Regions from separate parts of the Neogale vison genome. Here region 1 is linked to region 2. The links are chromatin contacts, called in public Hi-C maps. All regions are on one chromosome and are shown on one strand. The core of a region is the stretch at or near the end of the contact, and the rest is flanking DNA. Distances in the headings are between cores, read along the strand shown.

Region 1 (5,960 bases), core at 467-2,966, 170 kb before region 2:
AAAGCTTTTAGAGCAGATGAGTATTGCTGAATAAATAATGGGGGTACATAGCCAGTAACAAAGTATGATGTTATCTGATATCAAGTGTGACGACGAAAGGGAATGGGGATAGCGTATGTTGGTGGTAGGTTTGCAATTTTAGTTACAGTGGCCAGGGAAGGCCACACTGAGAAGGTGTCCTCTGAACAAACACCTAAAAGTCAGTGAGCTGACAGGAGCCATACTTGGGCCTTGCCTTGACGGTTCAGAAAGCAATGAAGGATTTTATGGGCCTACCCCTGAATCTTAATTATGAGTGTTGATTTCCTCAAACTATAGATTTAGTGACATGCTAAACAAATTAGATTATTATATCATGACATGATATAAATTATCAATGTGTTTGTAGAAGATTCAGCCTCTAATGTGGTCTCAGAGACCAGTGAGGGATAAAGTCATTTCTGGAATATTCCTTTATAGCAAGGACAGAATTATTGAAGTTATTGTGGTTTATGAGGCACATTCACGGTCCTTATGTCATAGATAAAGCTGGCCCCAGCTGTCTCCAGGGCCCATACCACTGTGCTGGTATTCCGCCCGTGACTTTCTCTTGGATCATACCCTGTCAAGACTCTTGTCTCAGGAGTGGACGTGGGCACAAAGACATCGCTGAGTCTAGCTGTCCCCTGAGTGAAAATGATTAAGTCTGACCACGTGTCCACTGCCCTGATCATACAGAAATGGTCTTTTTAGATGATGGGATGCTTGAAGAACAATTTTATTTGGTGGATTCTCCATATACTCTCTGAAAGCCATTTTTTATGTTTCCATGGTGCAAAAGTTAGGAATCTGGTTAACCAGTTTCATCCTCATTATTATAATGTAAGATAAAGAACACTGGCCTGGGATGCTGGAGACAAGTGTTCATCTCTGGGCTCTGTCGTTAACTTCCATGTGGTGTACATCATGACTTCTGTCCCTGGCTCTAGTCCCCAGTCTGCAAAATGAGGTAAAAAAAAAAAAACAAAAACAAAAACAAAAAACAAACGGGGGCACCTGGGTGGTTCAGTTGGTAAAGCTCTGACTCTTGATTTCTGCTCAGGTCATGATCTCAGGGTTGTAAGATTTGGCCCCAATCCAGTTCTGTACTGAATGGGGAGCCTACTCAGGATTCTCTCCCTCCCTCTCTTTCTGCCCCTTCCCATATACCCCTCTAAAAAAAGAAAAAAAAGATAATGAGGAGGTAAGGGGACATATACCTGCACACACACACATACAGCCTGTTCTTCATTTACTGACTGTCTTCTCTGGAGGCGTAGGACACACACTATTTCAATTTTAAGATCACAACAATCCTGAGTGTCATTACTGCTACATGGCAGGTGAATTATTGTGCAGTCGAAAGAGGCCAAGAACAAGACTGGAACCCAGGCCCAACCTAGCTATTCACTGCAATTGCTTAAGGCTTTCTAAGAATCTTCCTAAGACTGTTATTCCTAAATCCTGTCATTTAAGAATGCAGGAACTTCACCTGGCTTTCTGCAGAAGCCATCCTGTCCTCTTGACCCTTCCTTTTCTGCAGCTTGAGTTGTAGACTCCTTCCCTTCAATGTCTATCTCGTGAGTTTCAGCCCAGTTATGAAGACCCCCCTCCTCCCGCTGATGCAAAAGGAAAACAGAGGCACAGACTGGCATGCAAGTGACAGCCGCTGTCCAAGGCGATTCTCTGTTTCATCATCTCGCCCCTGGAGGCAGACCAGACTAAACACAGAAATGGTGCTTGTAAGTGGGGCCAGAAGCCTCCCACAAAGTGGCTCACTCAGCTTCACGGGAAGGCCGGGTCTCCTGGGGATCAGCGGTCAACCCTGGGGCCCTTCTCTGGAAGCCCCTTCCCATGGCGATGGTGAGAGAAGATGGGTGGTGTGGTCTCCGGAAAGACACTGTATGTGTAGCACCACCTCTAATTCTCTGTGTGTCCTGGGGCAAGTTGCCTCCTCCATTTCCAGGAAGAGGGCATTGGAGCTGGTCTAGGGGAAGCAGGCATCTCAGAACTTGGGAATGAGCCAAACTGGGTTTGGACCCCACTTCTGCCACTTATTAGGGCAGTATGAGATGTGACCCTGCAGTCAAGGCAGCTGGCAACTCATCCAGAGTTCCTCTGCTCTAAACTTGAACCTGGACTGGAAGACAAAGCATCAGGCTCTGCTGCTCACTAGCCGTAGGGCAGTGGGGCATCACTTAGCTTCTCTGGGCCTCAGCCTCCCCATCTGTGAAACACTCAGCATAACAAAGTTCTGTGCACTTCAAACTATCAGCTGCTCCTATCAGTGCAACTGGCCTTGGAGGCTGTGGTGGTCTTCAAGTATATCAAGGCAAGACTGTGCAGTCAGATTTTATTTCTAAGTCACAAAGGTATAGACAGTGGTGCTTCTCAAAATTTGGTATGTTTATGAATCATCTGAGATCTAGTTACAATGCAGCTTCTGACTCAGTAGGTCAGGAGAGGGGGCTGGTGCTGAGATGCTGCTTTTCTTACAAGTTTTCAGAGCAGGCTGGTCCAAGCGGGGGCCCATACTTTGAGTTACAAGACTTAGAGTCACATGGCTTTCACAGCACAGATAATAGTGAACCCACTACATGATGATTATGAAGCAACTGCCTGCTTTTAGTGGTTTATCGTTGAATTCATTCGATAAAGGAATGTTCACAGAAGGCCTGCTACAATGATGGAATGTAGGCACAATGGTGGAAAGTAGGATTTTAACGGGAAACAAGAGCCAGGGCCTGCATTCCCAGAGTAGTTATTCTAGTGGCAGAGATGAATCAAGCAAACAATTAGGAAACCCAGGTTCAGGGTTTGGGCATGTCCAGCGTGTTGAGGGGAAGAGGGCTAGAGAGCATCAGGAAAGGCCTCTGGGATGAAGGGACATGGAGCCAGAAAGCTGGCCCTGAGCAGGTGGAGTACTGAGGCAGAGGGAACAGCATTACTGGGGGCAAGGCCACCCCGCCAGGCTGAGGCTCAGTCTTGATTCAAATCATGTCTGTCTGATCCAAGATTTACTCTTGCTAGTATCTTTCCTGATGCATAAATCAAATCTTGCACAAAGCTGCCAGCGGTCCTTCCCTAGTGATGTCAGAGCACCTGGCCGCCGAATGGAAAGATAATCTGGGGAGCAGAGGTCTCGGCATCACCTGACAGCCATGGCAATTACGAAATTTGTCTCCACATGAAACCTGTTGCACCACCAACACCATCCAGGCTTGGCTTCCAGTTCCTTTCTCTTGAAGACATGTGACTGGGAAGTGTGGTTGCCCTCCCCATCGCTGCTAATAATAACCCTTACTTTTTTTAACCAACAATGAACTTTGAAACTTGGCTGTTGGTTGTCAGTCACATCAGCTGGCTGTTCCTTGGGTGAAGTTCATCGGAAACTTACCTTACCTACCTTAGGTACATCAGTGTTCCTAAAATGCTAAGCTTGGTGCTTGGCATATTATAAGCACTCAGTATGAGAAGGAAAGAAAGTCAGAGGGGTTAAGTGATTTCCCTAGTCTCCAAAGCAGATAAATGGTAACTTAAATTTGAAATTAAGTCTACCTCTGGTGCACCTGGGTGGCTCATTCAGTTACACGTCTGCCTTTAACTCAGGTCTTTAACTAAGATCATCATCCCAGGGTCCAGAGATCAAGTTCTGCATCAGGCTCCCTGCTCCATGGGGAGTCTGCTACTCCCTCTGCCCCCTCCCTCCTGCTTGGGCTCTCTCTCACACACAAAAATAAATAAATAAAATCTTAAAAAAGAAAAGAATTAAGTCCACCTATGAAGCCCAGCACCTTTCTCCAAATCCTCAGGCTCTCCTTATGTTTGAATTATACCCTTTGCCATTGACTTTGTAGGGTCTCCCACTAGGGTGGGCAGATACATTGCCTTGCCCAGTGATACTGGGCTTGGCCATCTGACTTGTCATGGGCAAAGGAATATGCCTGAAAAGGACAGCATGGCAGTTCTGGCTGAACACCTCAAGAGGCATTATCTGTTTCATGTTCTCCTCTGCTCACTTGCTCAATTACCATGAGAAGAGCAACCACAGGCTACTTTCCGAAGCTGCACCAAACCCAAGCCAGTCAACCCTCAAACTCGTAAGTGAGAAAAAAAAAATCCTTGTGGTTGTGACTGAGCATTAGATGGTTTGTTACCAAGCAGTACTGTGGCAAGATCTGACTAACACACTCCACAAAGAAGTACAGCCAAGCCAGCCCAGCTCTGCAAGTATTTCTTGAGTTCTTCATGGGAAATAAAAAGGAATTAAAGTCATTTCTGCCTTCAAAGATAGTTTCATTGCTCTTGTCTCCTTTGTTGATCGCAGATCATTATTTTATAACAAACAAATTAGTGAGTATGTCTGTTTGTCTTGTTGAAGAGAAATGCATAGTGTTATCAAATGGTATCTAGCAATATCAAGGCATATATTTTCTAAGAACTCAGTTGTATCATACTATTAACTTACTCTAAGGTATAAAATCAATTAAGGTATTCAAGTAGCCTTACTGGGGATGTAAGACTCAACTCAACTGGTCCTTAGGGATGGGAAGGGCTGAAAGACACTAGATACGTCTTCCTTCCAAATCATAGGGCTTTCGTGTTCAGGAGTTTTGGCTGAGGTGGGAAGCAACCAGAGGGATCTGCGTTCAAATCCTCAGGCTGCTGCTTCCCAGCTGGGGGACCTGGGGCAAGTCACAGGTCTCTGACTTCAGATGAGATTTCCTCCAACCCCCCGGCCCCATGAGCTCTCTTCCCTTTACATTCAAAGGCCCTCTCCTGTCTGCCTGGGAGGACCCTTGTTGGCCCCCTCTCTGCCAAGAACTGAGACATCCCGTCCTTCAGGTCCCAGCTACACCCAGCTGAAATGATCCTGCCCCTGGGGTTACCCTGGGATCCTCCTTTGCACCTACGTCTCTTTTCTTAGGACAGACACTGAGCTCCGTCAGGACAGGGCAGCCCCTCTGAATCCTTAGATCCCCAGTGACTTGCGCAGTGCCTGGCATGTGTCAGTAAATACCAGCTGGTGTTAGCTAAATTAAATGGAATTACCCCAAATATCATCCAGCAGGAAAGGAGTTTAAAGTACGGTTCCTACACTGTTTCTTTGTTTTTTGCTTTTTAAAAGCATTTCAGGGCTAAATACATAAATAAAAAAGAGACACACGTTTCAAAAAACAGATCCACACAAACACACATGCGGGCAAACAAACATACGCCAAACACAACCCTAGGAGGTTTCTGCAGACTTGTCTCTCATTTCAGGCCTGTAATTTCCCTCTTGGCCGACATCGGCTTTGGCCTGAACCATGTTTCGGATGGCTGGCAAGCAGCCTACTGGGTTTGGGTTTATGTTTTTGTTTTGTTTTTCCTTTCCTTTCATCAGACCTGAAACCAAAGCCACAGGCCTTTCTGATACCTCTCAGCTGTGGCTGTCTTGCTTCATGTCACCTGCTCCCCCCTCCCAGGCCATGTGGGTTTATAAATACATCCAGAGGTAAGAAGCTGGTCAACAATGGCTTCCTTCTAGAAGGAGACAAACAGAGGGCCCAAAGGGACAGAAGAGTCTGGTCTGGAAAGTGGCCGTGACCCAGGCCAAGCCTCCACTCTTCCAGACCAGACTATAATTTGACAGCCTGGCCTCCTGGCCAACTTTCAACAATCAAAGAGGTAAGGACACTGGGAAACTGAGGCATGCAAAAATGAAATAAAATGAACAAAGTTATGCTGGTGACATGGGCAGGGCTTGAAGAGCCTAAATCCTGGGGGAAGTAGGGACAGGTATCTTATTAGATAGAGCTCTGGGGTCAGACACAGCTTATGTTCAAATCCTGGCTTGGCTGCTTCCTCCCAGGCAAGTTACAGAACTTCTTTGACCCATGTTTCCTCAGCCTTCGACTGGTTGACACCTACCTTGCAGAGCTGATACAAAGCCTAAATGA
Region 2 (6,394 bases), core at 2,122-4,621:
ACTGGTCCATCTTGAGGGTACACAGGAGAGACGTCTTGCATTTAGAAAAAAGGTCACATCTGGAGCTGATACAGAGTCTACTACGAATCACGCAAAACCTGGAAAGTGAGCTTGACACACTGTGACTTGATAAATCTTTAGGATTGTCCCCCCTGAGGAAAGAATGAGAAAATTCTGTCTGTGGGAAGACAGTAAGCCAAACATTTGGTGAGCAGAAAAGAGACTGCTAGAGTCATTAGTGTTGTTCTCCAAATAGTCCTGGCTCTCTCCCTTTAAGATACTCGGCAGAATTGCAGAGATTTAAAATTAGGCGGTAGCCACATGACTTGCTTTGACCAGTGATACCCAAGCAAAAACTCAGTGTGTCACTTTCAGGTGGATGCTTCGAGAGCTAGTGAATGCTCTGCTGCCTTGTCTCCTCCAGCCAAGAGAGTAATGAGAAGTACTTGTCAAGACGAAGCCTTCTTCAGTCCAAGTCCTCAAGTGTCCATGGTGAGCAGAACTCCCCTGCAGACCTTGAGCGGGGACATGTAGCATGAACAAGAAATAAACTTCCCCTGGGGTAAGCCACTGAGATGTCTGGCTTGTTCATTAGAGCAGCATAGCCCAGCCTGTCCTGACTAATCCTGGAAGTGACAGAGGAGGCAGGAGAGCAGAAGTGAGCGTAGGAAAGGAGCCCCCTCTCTTGAGCCAAGGTCTCTGAACTCTTTCCTGGTCATAAGGGAAAGCCATGAAGGTTTCCAAGCAGTGGTGTTAACATGAACAGATCTGCTATTTTTTTGGATAAAATATTCTATTTCTCAACATAAGAAGAAAATAAGCCTACTAAACCATATAAGGCAGAGAGAAACACACAGAACCCTTGGGCAAACGATGTGTGTATATATATACTTACACACACAAAGTCCTAAGTCTTAAAGTTTCCAAATACAGGAGCTCTGAAAGGAGTTCCAGAGGATCAGACATGGTAATTAGTTCTATCCCACCGTCCAAGTGCCATTCCCCTACAGACACCCAATACTTAACAAGAAAGTCTTCCAGAGCAGTATAGATCCAAGGGAATGGAACAAAGACCTGAGGTTAATTTCCAGCTGTGTGACCTAAGCAAGAGCCTTAACCTCTCTGAACCTAGTTCCTCATATGCTAGATCCAAATAAAAATAAACGTACCTAGAGATGGTTGTGAGGAGAAACAGCATATTTAAATAGCTCAGGTAAATGCCTGGCTGGTGGTAGGTGTTTAATACATGAAATTTATTTTTATTACCGTTAACATAAAAAATTATTAAGAACGTCAGCTCCGTGATTACAAAAGAAAATGATTCAGGGCAACAGAATAGAGAATGTTCCCTTCTCAAGGAAAATAACTGGGTCTTGTCATCACTCTATCCCCCTACCGCAGCTCAGTGCCTGGCTCACAGGAGCTGCTCAGTTTCCCTCTGCTGCAGGAGGGAAGGAGAGGTGAGTGCGTGGGGTGAAGAAAAGTTGTCAAGATTTCTGACACCAGCTGCTATTGGGCCCTTGAATCTGAACTCTCAAAGCCACAAATACCGTAAAGCTCTGGGCTATAAACCCAAGGCTGAATTCCCCCTAAGTTCAGAAGCTGAAAAGCCAAAATTAGAATCTGAGAACACAAATTGCAGCAAGTCTGACTTCAAACCCCAGTCCTCCACAGGAGGTCCGGGAAAGTGCTTACTTCTGACCCTTTCCTCCCTCACCTTCCTCTCCTCACCGCTCCTCACAGGGGTAAGGACACCTGGTTCAGCCAAGTCACACTCATATTCCGTCATTTCATCGAGGTTCTGGGAAACTCCGAAGGAGGGTAGAAAAGGGGTTTGTTCGGCGACCACCTCCTGGCCCTGGAGGCGACGATGTCCCACTAGCTCAGCCCAGTGTGTTGGGTCTCACCGGCCCCACTTGCAGACCTGAACGAATTCAAGAGAAGTTCGGCAATTAGGTCACTTCACACCGTGGCAGCGCTGGGCACGCGAGAACCCACGATCCCCAATTTGGATATTCCTTCCGCCATACACTTTTCTCCCTAAGGGCTGTGGGGTAGGAGGAGGAGAAAATAACCGCAGAAAAAGGAACCACTTATATGTGTCTAGCGCTTCCTAGAGGCTACCCAGGATATGGGCCCACCACCTGGCCCGGAGCGGAGAGATCTTAAATCCTGGTCACTACCCCTGACTCGCTGCGTGACTTTTTCCTGAGTTATCTGACGCTCTCGGACTTGTTTTCCTGTAAACAAATCAGGACGGGAGGTGTGTGGCGTGTGTGTGTGTGTGTGTGTGTGGGGTGTGTGTGTGTGTGTGTGTGTGTGTGCGCGCGCGCGCGCCCGCGCGTGTGTTTGTGAACTATGGTTGCATGTTGTGCGGGGGCGGGTAGCAGACGATCACCGGGGTTCCCCAAGTTTCGGATTCCCTAAACGCGCATTCACAACTGGAAGCTGAGTTGCCCCCTAATTCTACCCCCTATAGAAAAACTTCCCCATCAAGGCAAAACTGAGCCCGCGCACCCTTTCTCCCATGGTCTGGAGGGTGCAGTGGGGGTGCAACGCAGACTTCGCTGAGCACCGAGTTTCGAGCAATGCAAATCACTTGGCTTCTGGGCTCAGCCAAACAGCAGCGCGGACGATCGCTCGTGAACTTGACCAGGAGACAAACTTTGCAGCGTTCTCAACGTGGGGGGCCCGCTCTCCCGAGACCGCCCCTAAACTTAAGCCCACTTTCACTCGCCCCCACAGGGGACTTAACAGAGCCACCTTAAGGGCGGTGCTCCCGCCCCCCGGAAGTGCGGGGAGGGCACACACCCGAGCGAACAGCCTCCTGCCCCGCAAGGCGGCGAAGTGCCGGTGGATAATAGCGAGCACCCCAAGCGGGGAAATACCCCACACCCAGCGCTCTCAGCCCCAGACACCTGGCTCGGTTTCCGAGCCTTCCGGGTGCCTGAGTCCCCTGCATTCCCGCCCAAGCCCTGAACTTGAGCCCGCCTCGGTCGGAGGCTGCGAGAGCCCGCGTCCACCCGACTCGCTGTAGCCACCGTCACTAGACAGTCAAACCCCAAGACGTCAGCCCACAATGCACCGGGCGGGCCGGGAAAGACGCGCCGGGGAGGGGAGGGGAAAGAGCCCGGCGCGAATCGCGCGGGAGGGGGAGGGGGAGAGGAGGAGAAAGAAGGGCCCAACTGTAGGAGGGCAGCGGAGCATTACCTCATCCCGTGAGCCTCCGCGGGTCTAGAGAAGAATCTTCTAGGGTGGGGTCTCCATGGCGACGGGCGGGCCCGCCCCCTTGAGAGCGACGCGAGCCAATGGGAAGGCCTTGGGGTGACATCATGGGCTATTTTTAGGGGTTGACTGGTAGCAGATAAGTGTTGAGCTCGGGCTGGATAAGGGCTCAGAGTTGCACGGAGTGTGGCTGAACCACCAAGGCGGGAGTGGAGGTTCGCGGACTCAGGGAGACAGGCAGACACAGGCAGGCAAGGCGGCAGTGGTGTCCGAGCTGCAAATCCGGTTTTCTTTTCTGCTTTCTCACCAACTGCCCAGAGCTAGCGCCTGTGGCTCCGGGGCTGGTGTTTTGGGGAGCGTCCGGAGAGCCCCTTCTCCAGCCGCCCCCAGGAGAAGAGCCCCGCTGCCCGGGAGCTGCTGACAGCGCGGAGCGAGGCGGCAGTCCGTCCGGGGAAGTCCGGAGAGCGGCTGCAGCGGCCAAGAACTTTCCTGGCCAGGAGGACAGGGGACAAGTGGCCCGGGTCCCGGAGCGAACTTTTGCAAAGCTTTGCTGCGCGTGAAGCTGTGGCGGCGGCGGTGAAGACGAGAAGGCGGCGGAGAGAGGAGACCGAGGAGGGACGTGCGCTCAGCTTCTCTCGCACCGGTTGCTGAACTTGGGCGAGCGCGAGCCGCGGCTGCCAGGCGCCGCCTCCCCCTCGCAGCGGAGGAGGGGACAGTCGTCGGCGTTGGGGCGGCGGAGAGCCGCCGCCGGCCGGCCACAGCGGGATCGGCGCTGACTGCTGCCGCCGGGAAGGCCGCTGTCGCCGGGAAGCGCATTCGTCCGCCGGCTCCCAGGAACCGCTGCGCCCGAGAGCGCTTCGTGAGTGACCGCGACTTTTCAAAGCCGGGCTGCGCGCGCGAGCTGACAAGAGTGCGGGCGGCACCTGACCTCTGAGCGCCTGGGGAGCGAGCTGGTGAGCAGGGCGCAGGGGGGAGGACAGCCGGCGGGTGCGCGCGCCTCTCGAGAAACTTTCCTTGCCCAGGGCCCGGGGAGGCGCGGGTGCCCCCCGCTCGCCAGCGCGCTGTTGCGGCCCCGAAACTTCTGCGCGCAGCCCAAACTAACCCCACGTGAAGTGACGGACTGTTCTATGACTGCAAAGATGGAAACGACCTTCTACGACGATGCCCTGAATGCCTCGTTCCTCCAGTCTGAGAGCGGCGCCTACGGCTACAGTAACCCCAAGATCCTGAAACAGAGTATGACCCTGAACCTGGCCGACCCGGTGGGCAGCCTGAAGCCGCACCTCCGGGCCAAGAACTCGGACCTCCTCACCTCACCCGACGTGGGGCTGCTCAAGCTGGCCTCGCCCGAGCTGGAGCGCCTGATAATCCAGTCCAGCAACGGGCACATCACCACCACGCCGACCCCCACGCAGTTCTTGTGCCCTAAAAACGTGACAGACGAGCAGGAGGGCTTCGCCGAGGGTTTCGTGCGCGCCCTGGCCGAACTGCACAGCCAGAACACGCTGCCCAGCGTCACGTCGGCGGCGCAGCCGGTCAGCGGGGCGGGCATGGTGGCTCCGGCAGTGGCTTCGGCGGCGGGTGGCAGCGGCAGCGGCGGCTTCAGTGCCAGCCTGCACAGCGAGCCGCCGGTCTACGCCAACCTCAGCAACTTCAACCCCGGCGCGCTGAGCAGCGGCGGCGGGGCGCCCTCCTACGGCGCTGCCGGCCTGGCCTTTCCCGCGCAGCCCCAGCAGCAGCAGCAGCCCCCGCAGCCGCCGCACCACCTGCCCCAGCAGCTCCCCGTGCAGCACCCGCGGCTGCAGGCCTTGAAGGAGGAGCCGCAGACGGTGCCCGAGATGCCCGGGGAAACGCCGCCCCTGTCCCCCATCGACATGGAGTCGCAGGAGAGGATCAAGGCAGAGAGGAAGCGCATGAGGAACCGCATAGCTGCCTCCAAGTGCCGGAAAAGGAAGCTGGAGAGGATCGCCCGGCTGGAGGAAAAAGTGAAAACCTTGAAAGCGCAGAACTCGGAGCTGGCGTCCACGGCCAACATGCTCAGGGAACAGGTGGCACAGCTTAAACAGAAAGTCATGAACCACGTTAACAGTGGGTGCCAACTCATGCTAACGCAGCAGTTGCAAACGTTTTGAAGAGAGACTGTCGGGGGCTGAGGGACAACAGAGAAAAAAAAAATTACACAGAGAGACAGACTTGAGAACTTGACAAGTTGAGAGAGCGAGAGAGAGAGAGAAAAGAAGTGTCCAAGGACTAAAGCCAAGGGTATCCAAGTTGGACTGGGCGGCGTCCTGACGGCGCCCCCAGTGTGCACGAGTGGGAAGGACTTGGCGCGCCCTCCCTTGGCATGGGGCCAGGGAGCGGCTGCCTGCGGGCTGCCCCGCTTTGCGGACGGGCTGTCCCCGCAGGAACAGAACGTTAGACTTTTCTTTAACATTGACCAAGAACTGCATGGACCTAACATTCGATCTCATTCAGTATTAAAGGGGGGGGAGGGGGGGGGTTCCAAACTGCAATAGAGACTGTAGATTGCTTCTGTAGTACTCCTTAAGAACACAAAGGGGGGCGGGGGTTGGGGGAGGGGAGGCGGGAGGGAGGTTTGTGAGAGCGAGGCTGAGCCTGCAGATGAACTCTTTCTGGCCTGCCTTCCTTAACTGTGTATGTACATATATATATTTTTTAATTTGATGAAAGCTGATTACTGTCAATAAACAGCTTCATGCCTTTGTAAGTTATTTCATGTTTGTTTGTTTGGGTATCCTGCCCAGTGTTGTTTGTAAATAAGAGATTTGGAGCACTCTGAGTTTACCATTTGTAATAAAGTATATAATTTTTTTATGTTTTGTTCCTGAAAATTCCAGAAAGGATATTTAAGAAAATGCAATAAAATATTGGAAAAGTACCCCTCCCACAACCTCTTTTCTGCATCATCTATGGATTACCTATCTAGGTGAAGTTGAAAGAGTGGGGAGTCAACTAACCTCACTCTCAGTGCTTCTTACTCTCAAGCAGTGAAAACTTCTCTGCTGGATTTGAGATAACTGTAGCTGATGCCCTTGTCAACTTACCCTCTTCCCTCCCCCAGCAATCTGTAGGGTTGCTTACAGAGGATAGTGTGGTCCTCCTGAAGACTGAGGGAAGGGAGGTTGTGGTGAAGAGGGACAGGCAGTCC

Evidence for each region. A called contact is a pair of places that touch in the nucleus more often than the background predicts.
Region 1: a contact with region 2 is called in a Hi-C map of muscle, with 6 times the contacts expected there. The contact joins the enhancer-like site here to the promoter of JUN in region 2. A contact is called at or near these places in 2 of 3 Hi-C or Micro-C datasets (fibroblasts and muscle).

What each region holds. Positions count from the first base shown.
Region 1 is chr2:48,118,402-48,124,361 of ASM_NN_V1, reverse strand. No RefSeq gene overlaps it. Among named protein-coding and RNA genes, the nearest start is that of JUN, 170 kb to the right of the region's middle. Within about 2 kb of position 1,716, the one cell type or tissue checked has open chromatin away from gene starts, as enhancers often do. A contact at or near this core is called in fibroblasts, where this site is marked.
Region 2 is chr2:47,949,888-47,956,281 of ASM_NN_V1, reverse strand. It overlaps JUN (transcription factor AP-1), which reads left to right and starts at 3,371. Exons shown (of 1, transcript XM_044238339.1): 1 at 3,371-6,060. The coding sequence starts at 4,353. The coding sequence ends at 5,357. It overlaps LOC122900026 (a long non-coding RNA gene), which reads right to left and starts at 2,542. Exons shown (of 3, transcript XR_006383162.1): 1 at 2,518-2,542; 2 at 1,718-1,924.